Regions from separate parts of the Mus musculus genome. Here region 1 is linked to region 2. The links are chromatin contacts, called in public HiChIP or PLAC-seq maps. All regions are on one chromosome and are shown on one strand. The core of a region is the stretch at or near the end of the contact, and the rest is flanking DNA. Distances in the headings are between cores, read along the strand shown.

Evidence for each region. HiChIP or PLAC-seq counts read pairs in DNA pulled down with a chosen protein or histone mark.
Region 1: a contact with region 2 is called in an H3K27ac HiChIP or PLAC-seq map of microglia, with 4 times the contacts expected there. The contact joins two enhancer-like sites. A contact is called at or near these places in 1 of 39 promoter capture datasets (liver) and 1 of 115 datasets of contacts at active chromatin or transcription factors (microglia).

Annotation. Positions count from the first base shown.
Region 1 is chr6:120,954,348-120,957,639 of GRCm38.p6, reverse strand. The region is part of intron 27 of Mical3 (microtubule associated monooxygenase, calponin and LIM domain containing 3); the gene reads left to right. Among named protein-coding and RNA genes, the nearest start is that of Gm43915, 2.8 kb to the left of the region's middle. Within about 2 kb of position 2,014, at least 77 of the 459 cell types and tissues checked have an H3K27ac peak or open chromatin away from gene starts, as enhancers often do. A contact at or near this core is called in microglia, where this site is marked.
Region 2 is chr6:120,478,021-120,481,451 of GRCm38.p6, reverse strand. Il17ra (interleukin 17 receptor A) reads right to left here. Exons shown (of 13, transcript NM_008359.2): 10 at 3,277-3,288; 11 at 2,970-3,077; 12 at 1,408-1,449; 13 at 1-469. Among named protein-coding and RNA genes, the nearest start is that of Tmem121b, 14 kb to the left of the region's middle. Within about 2 kb of position 1,996, at least 34 of the 459 cell types and tissues checked have an H3K27ac peak or open chromatin away from gene starts, as enhancers often do. A contact at or near this core is called in microglia, where this site is marked.

The DNA of each region.
Region 1 (3,292 bases), core at 765-3,264, 480 kb before region 2:
AGGATAGCAGGCTGTGAATGGCAGTCTGAAGCCAGGGTGAGGAGCCAGTGCTCTCTCTGGTCTCATAGCAGGCAGACTTTGGAGTGCTGTGCCAGCCCACAGTCAACAGCAAAAACCACAGAGAGGTTTCTCTGGCCTTTGAAATCAGCAGCTGGGGGTATTGCCTCGGTCTGAAGAAGCCAGGGTACACTGTCAGTTAGCAGCCTTCCCTGAACGTTTACACCATGAGCAGAGTCTGTCAGGGCCAATGGGAGAAGAGCTGAGTACTACTTGGAGTACTACTTGAGTCATGCAAGTATGGACACGGCACTAGGCATGGAGGGGGTAGGCCAGGTGGCTCCATCAGGGGAAGGCCTGGTGATGCTCACTCTCTGGCAATTTGTTAAGTAGAACTTTGTTTAAGAATTGACCCTGAAGCAGCATTAATCAGAAGTTTTGTGTATGGGTTATCCACTGGGGCATGGGCAGTCTCTCAGGGACCAACCCCCTCATGTACCTTTTTGACATGGCTTCTCAAGGCTTGGCCTTAAGTCACCCCCTCGGCCAACAGCCTCGAACTGTAAACCAACCAGGGCAGGCTGTGGTAGTTCTGCACCTAATATGTGTGTGTTTCACTGAGATGGTGTCTTCCTGTTACAGCCCCATCCTCCAGCCTGACTCGGTTCCTCTTTTAACTCAACAGACTAGAAAAAATTAGTTCATTCTTATCTTGTTCTCCATTCATCTGTCTCGTCTCCCTGGGCATAATGATAGCTCTTTATCTGCTGTCCTAGTCACCAAGAACCACAGACCTCTCGTCTTCCATCGCCTGCACCCAGGCCTCGTTTGTTGCATCAGGACTCCAAGTGTAGGACTGGGACTGTGTGCTCTTTATGGGGACTCAGTGCACTGTGTTGCTACTGGGTGTGCCTGCTGAGGTCTTCCAGGCAGTGAGTGACATTGGCACAAAGGTGGGGTGTGTGCATGCACATGAGGTTCAAAGCCCATCCCTATACTGGGCTCAGGTACTGTCTTAGGAAGCCTGAAGGAGCCCGAGTAAAGGATCGTGTGGCCCAAAGTCCCCTTTGCTTCCATGGTGAGTGTGCTCATGTGAAGACAGTTTGTGTCAGTCACAGTGGTCAAATCTTCTATCTCTGTGTGCCTTTGTGGTCAGGTCACACTGCTTCTCCATGAGGTAATGAATCATCTTACCACAGTGGGGAGTGCCAGATGCTCCCAGTTGGCTATGCAGGATCCATCATGCTGGTATAACCACCCAGTGACCATAGCCAGGAAGAGCAGAGGAACTTATTTCCTAGCAGTGTGAACAAGCCAGTCACAGATTCCTAGAACAGCAAGGGCCTGGACGCCTTATGTACTGGGTGTATTCCACGGGGACAGGATCATTCCTTGGTGGTCACATAGGGAATGCTGAGGACCAGAGGCAGTGGCAAACATGCCTCTTAGGATGGCGTTGTATCTCACTGAACGAGGGCAGGACAGGGTATTAAAATATGGAACCTACTGGGTGTGGTGACTCCATGCGACCCTAACAGTCTGGAGGCAGAGGCAGGATTGCACAAGTTCAGGGCCAGCCTGGGCTACCTAGTGAGTTCTGGGGATATATACAAGCAAGATCCTGTCTCAAGAAAACAAAAGGAGGGAGAGGGGAGCAAACATGGAACCTCAGTGGGGGACAGGCCAAGACAATGCATCCACAAAACTGTAGAGAATGGTTTGCAACCTCTGTGACATCTAGTGGTGAATGCAAGCACAATACGTATTTTTTAAATGCCATCGTCAAATGGATGTCAGGTTGCTAGTAGGTGACACTCCTGTGACTATTGGGAAGATGTGTCTCTCCTGTGGAGGAGGAAATCCATGCTGGAGCTTCTAGAGACTGGGTCTCTGACCTCTAAACAACTCAGTGAAAGAAGGTGCTATGTAAAGACTGTGCCCTCAGGCTCACATGGTACTGTACCATCTGGAAGTCGAGGTAAAGGGTGTTCTGGCACCACTGGCTTCATCCTTCAGTGTTGCTGGGTTTGAAACCCCTCAAAATTAGAAGAATCAGGAGCAAGGGGCCCACATTTGCCACTGCCCTGGTCCTGCTTGTCTTCAGCATTCCCTGTGACCACAAGGAGTCATCTTGTCCCTGTGGAGTCCACCTGTCACATAAGATCTCCACGGGCTTGCTGTTTTAGGAATCTGGGCTTTAGCTTGCCTGGAGAAGGAAGCCTCTGGCCACAGTGTGGTATAGGAGGAAGCCAGGCTTCTTCCTGTTTCACAGACCCAAGGCCTGAGTCAGCACTTGAGAAAACAAGTGCCTGGGTTTAGTTTCCATAGCGACACGTGCACAATGAAAACCAAAACCTTGATTTTACTCAAATGTTTATTATACAAAATCAAATTATTTAGGGGTTATATGTTTCTATTCATGTGTGTGCAAGCACATGCATTTAACATGCATGTGAGAAGCTAAAAGAACAACCTTGAGTGTCACTCCTCATGTGTCTGTCTACTTGTTTGTATGTATGTATGTATGTATGTATGTATGTATGTATGTATGTATGTATGATAAAGAGTTCACCATGTAGGCTAGACTGGCTGTCTGGACAGCAAATCTTGGGGGTCAGGATCCACCTGTTTCCACCTCCTCCCTAGCTGTAAGATTACAGGCACACCCCACCAAGCCTGGCTTTTTATACGGGGTTTATAGCTCACTCTCAAGTCTTCATGCTTGCAAAACATGTATTTTACGAACAGGCTTATCTCTCCAGCCCAATCTAGGTTTTCCTAGCCATCTAAAGCCCTGACAACAAGAAGTAACTTCCTTTTGCTTCCATCTGGTTCTTATGAGCAGCCTGCCCAACTACTCCTTCACCACTGAGGCCCACTAGGGTCTGTCCTGCCCTCTACGAGCCCCCTTATCCTGCTTGGTAGCCCTGACACAGTTCCATTGCCAGCGAGCCATGCTCTTGACCCTACTTTCCCAGGTGACCCAGAGTGTGTCATGCTTGTCTTCCCTGTCACTGCCACTGCCAGGTTGGCACCAGTCGCAGCAGGGAGTGCATTAATAAGGGGCTGCTGTGGATCCCTTGCAGACAGGTGTCGGCATGGCTCTTGAAGTGTGTCAGTGTAGGACCCTGGGGACCACATCTGTACTTTACCTTTTTAAACTGGCCCGTTCTGCATGACGACTTAACTCACAGTCGGCTATGCAGGGGAGAGGAACTGAGCAGGCATGATGCCCGTGCTCAGAGCTAAAAGCAGCAAGTGTGTGCCCAGCCAGCATGCATGTGGTATCCTGTGC
Region 2 (3,431 bases), core at 747-3,246:
TTGAAGAGGTCGGGGACATCCCTCTCACTACAGATGCCACTGAAGTAGCAAACAACGTAGGTGCCGAAGCAGGCTGGCCTCTTGAAGTCTGGCAGGATCATGTTCATGGCTGCAGTGAAAAGGTCCCCAGCAGGCTTCCAGTGGTCACACCGTAGCTGGACAGCAGGCTCAGCCCAACCCAAGATAGCTTTCCACTTTGCTTGGGTGCCTCGGGAACACAGGATGATGATTTTGGAGTTGCTCTCCACCATCTCCTGCTTCTGTCGGCTCACCCAGGTCATGACCCCCACCTCAGAGATAACCTGCTCTTCCAGGAGGTCAAGGGCTACTTCAGTGCCACAGGCAGTGATCAGGAACTGGGCGAACTTTAGGACCACCTCCACATAGAGGGGGTGGTCGGCCGAGTAGACGATCCAGACCTTCCTGGGCCTCAGGGGTGGGGGAGTCAGGTCTGCTACGGGCAAGATGCCTGGAAGAGACAAAGAAACGTGTGCTGATCCTCATGCCAAGGACTGGACCTGGGCATTGCTCTCTAGAGTAGCGGTTCTTAACCCTTCGGGGGTTGAACGGCCCTTTCACAGGATTGTATATCAGATAGCCTGCATATCAGATATTTATGTCATGAATTACAGTAGCAGAGTTATAATTATGAAGTAACAACAAACATAATTTTATGGTTGGGGTCACCACAATATGAGGAACTGTATTAAAGGGTCACAGCATTAGGAAGGTTGAGGACCACGGCTCCAGAGTCAGCCTGTGAACTACCTGCACTGAAGGCAGAGTCTGACTTTCTACCTTCGGCAAACAGCCTTCTGGTAGACCAGATGCTGCTATGTTGCCTTGTGATATATGAGGAAGCAGTGTGGGCCCTGTGTGAGCAGGAACCAGTCTCCCTCCCTCCTCGCTGCCTCCAGTCTCCTCCACATAGCGCCAGCTGGTCTTTGGCTGATATTTTCATCATTTTAAATGAAAAAGGGGTAGAAAGCCAGACATAGTGGTGCACCCCTTTAATCCCAGCACTCGGGAGGCAGAGGCAGGAGTTCTCTATGCCTGATCTACATAGAAAGTTGCAGGCCAGCCAAGGCTGCATAGTGGGACCTCATAAATCAAAATAAATCAGAAGAATTAAAGGTACAATGCCCATGGAAGAGAAACGCCCATTCAGGAAGGGTTTTCCCTGAAAAATGTTCACCTTCTCTTCTTTGTCTAAGCAATTAAATTAAGAAGGATGTTTGGAGCATCCCAAAGCCCTCTCTGTATGAGGTGGAGACTTGTGTCCTACGTAAGGATAGGGCCTTCTGAAAGGACTCAGGAGTTTGACCAGAGACACAACAGATCTATCTACCCCAGGAACCCAGCAGGCTTCAGAAAGCAGGCAGACCCCACAGAGCATGCGCTACTGACCATTGATTTTGGAGTCATCACCATGTTTCTCTTGATCGGCGCCTGCAAGGAAAAGAAATCTATGGAGCGGCTTATTCCAAAGAGAAACAACAACTGAAGGGCTCACAGATGTCTGATGGACGGCTGCTTAATGATACAGGTGGACAAGGGGAGCAACACCAGCCAGTGACCACTAGACATTTCTGGGCCTCTGCAGAGAACAGGTCTTGTGGCTGTGTAGGTGTGAGCCCTGGGTCAGCTGCTCCAGTAAGCTAGGTGAACAGGGACTGATGCCTCTGACACCCCATTGTTTCTGAGGAGTGGGGCTATGGAGGGACATTCTCAAGGTTATGTGCGAAGTGCTGGGCCCTTCAGTCAGCTAGGGTCTGGATTCTTCTGTGGCTTCTCCAGGCTGGGAGCCACAGACCTGAGCTGGGGTGGACTCCCTGGCCCCTTTCTGCAGTCCTGCCACTCAAGCCTCTATGAGCAGACTCCACTGGAGGGAAGGGCAGTCCATGCAGGAAGCAGACATCTTACAACACTTCCTGACAGCAGCAGCCCCCATGGTCCTTTCGACATTTCCTCCTCCTGGTGTCCTTGAAGTAAAGAAAGGGAACTAGACTCTTAAGTAATTGCTCTCCTTGGATGACAGTGACCGGGAGGGAAACCAGGGCCTTGGGCATATTGGGCAAGGGCTCTACCCCTGAGTTACATCTCAGTTCCTAAAGAAGTGATTTAGACTCTTAATTTCAGTCCCTGTTCTTTGGGCCTTTGCTCAGGATTGTCAAAGATACTCCAATGACTAGTGAGTGAGTTTTCTCCTTTTCTCTTCCCTGTGGTGGGGACACTCGAGGAAGCCGTAGAAAATGTAATAGCAGCTGGACACACTTCGACATCACACGGAATGTCATGTGACCCTTCCCAGAATCTGTGGACCCCACAATTCAAGATAAACCATGATATGGATGAACATCAGCAAGTGTGGAGGCAGGTTTCCCAGAGGACCAAAGATCCATTCTAGCACAGGACAGGGTCAGCCTAGGCAACACACCTTCTCCCTGTTAAAACTCAGCCAGGGCAGGAGTAGACAGGGAATGAGCAGGGTTACTCTAGACTCGTGGAGGTCCGAGTGTCCTCTTTTACAGAAGAGGAAATGGAATCTAAGATTAGGTCTCCTGTGACTACAAAGCTGGTGGAGAGTGAGGGTCTTCCCTTGTGAGTTCAGGGTCTGCTCCTTTCAGCCACACCCTGCTGTCCCTCAGATTCCTCTCTGACCTCAGAGGCAAAGGCTGGGGACTTGGGGATGAAGTTGTGTAGGCTGCTGTTTGACTGATCATGGCTGATGCAGGGAAATTCCACACTAGGTCCTTCCAACCTGCTGACTTTAGAAATACTAACTTTTACAAAATTTCACTGTAGTGGACAGCCTTGAGCAAATGCCATGCGCCTGGCTCTGAGGAAAGACCCCTCATTCATCACCCCCTTCAATCCTCACCACAGCCTTATGGTGCCTGTATCATGATGACTGCCACTTTGCCAGAGAGAAGCCTGAGGGAACGGGGAAGCAACGGCGTAGTCCTTACCAGAAAGCCTCCAGGTCATACAGATGATCAGCACGATGACAGATCCCACCAGCAGAATGGCGATGAGTGTGATGAGGCCATACACCCACAGGGGAATGTAGTCTGCAACTAACAGAGCACAGTGAGTCTGGGCAGGGGCCCCACACCCCCAGCCCAGGCCCTGTCAGCTATGGCTTGTACCAGGCTACACTGATGATGTCACCCTCTGGCTAGCTGTGGATGCAGTATGCCTTCTGGGATGGCCCAGGGATCAGCTGGGACCTCATGTGGTCCCTTGGGAATGACCTTGACTGAAGAAAGGACTTACCTGGCTTGGGAACTGTAATAGAACAAAAGGAAACAGGGACAGGGTTAGTCTTAATGATGAGCAATCATCTAAGCCAGTCACAAATGCCCAGCAATGGCCTTAACCTATCAGAGATGCCCACTGATGACCTCCACCCATTAGATAGGGATGACAAC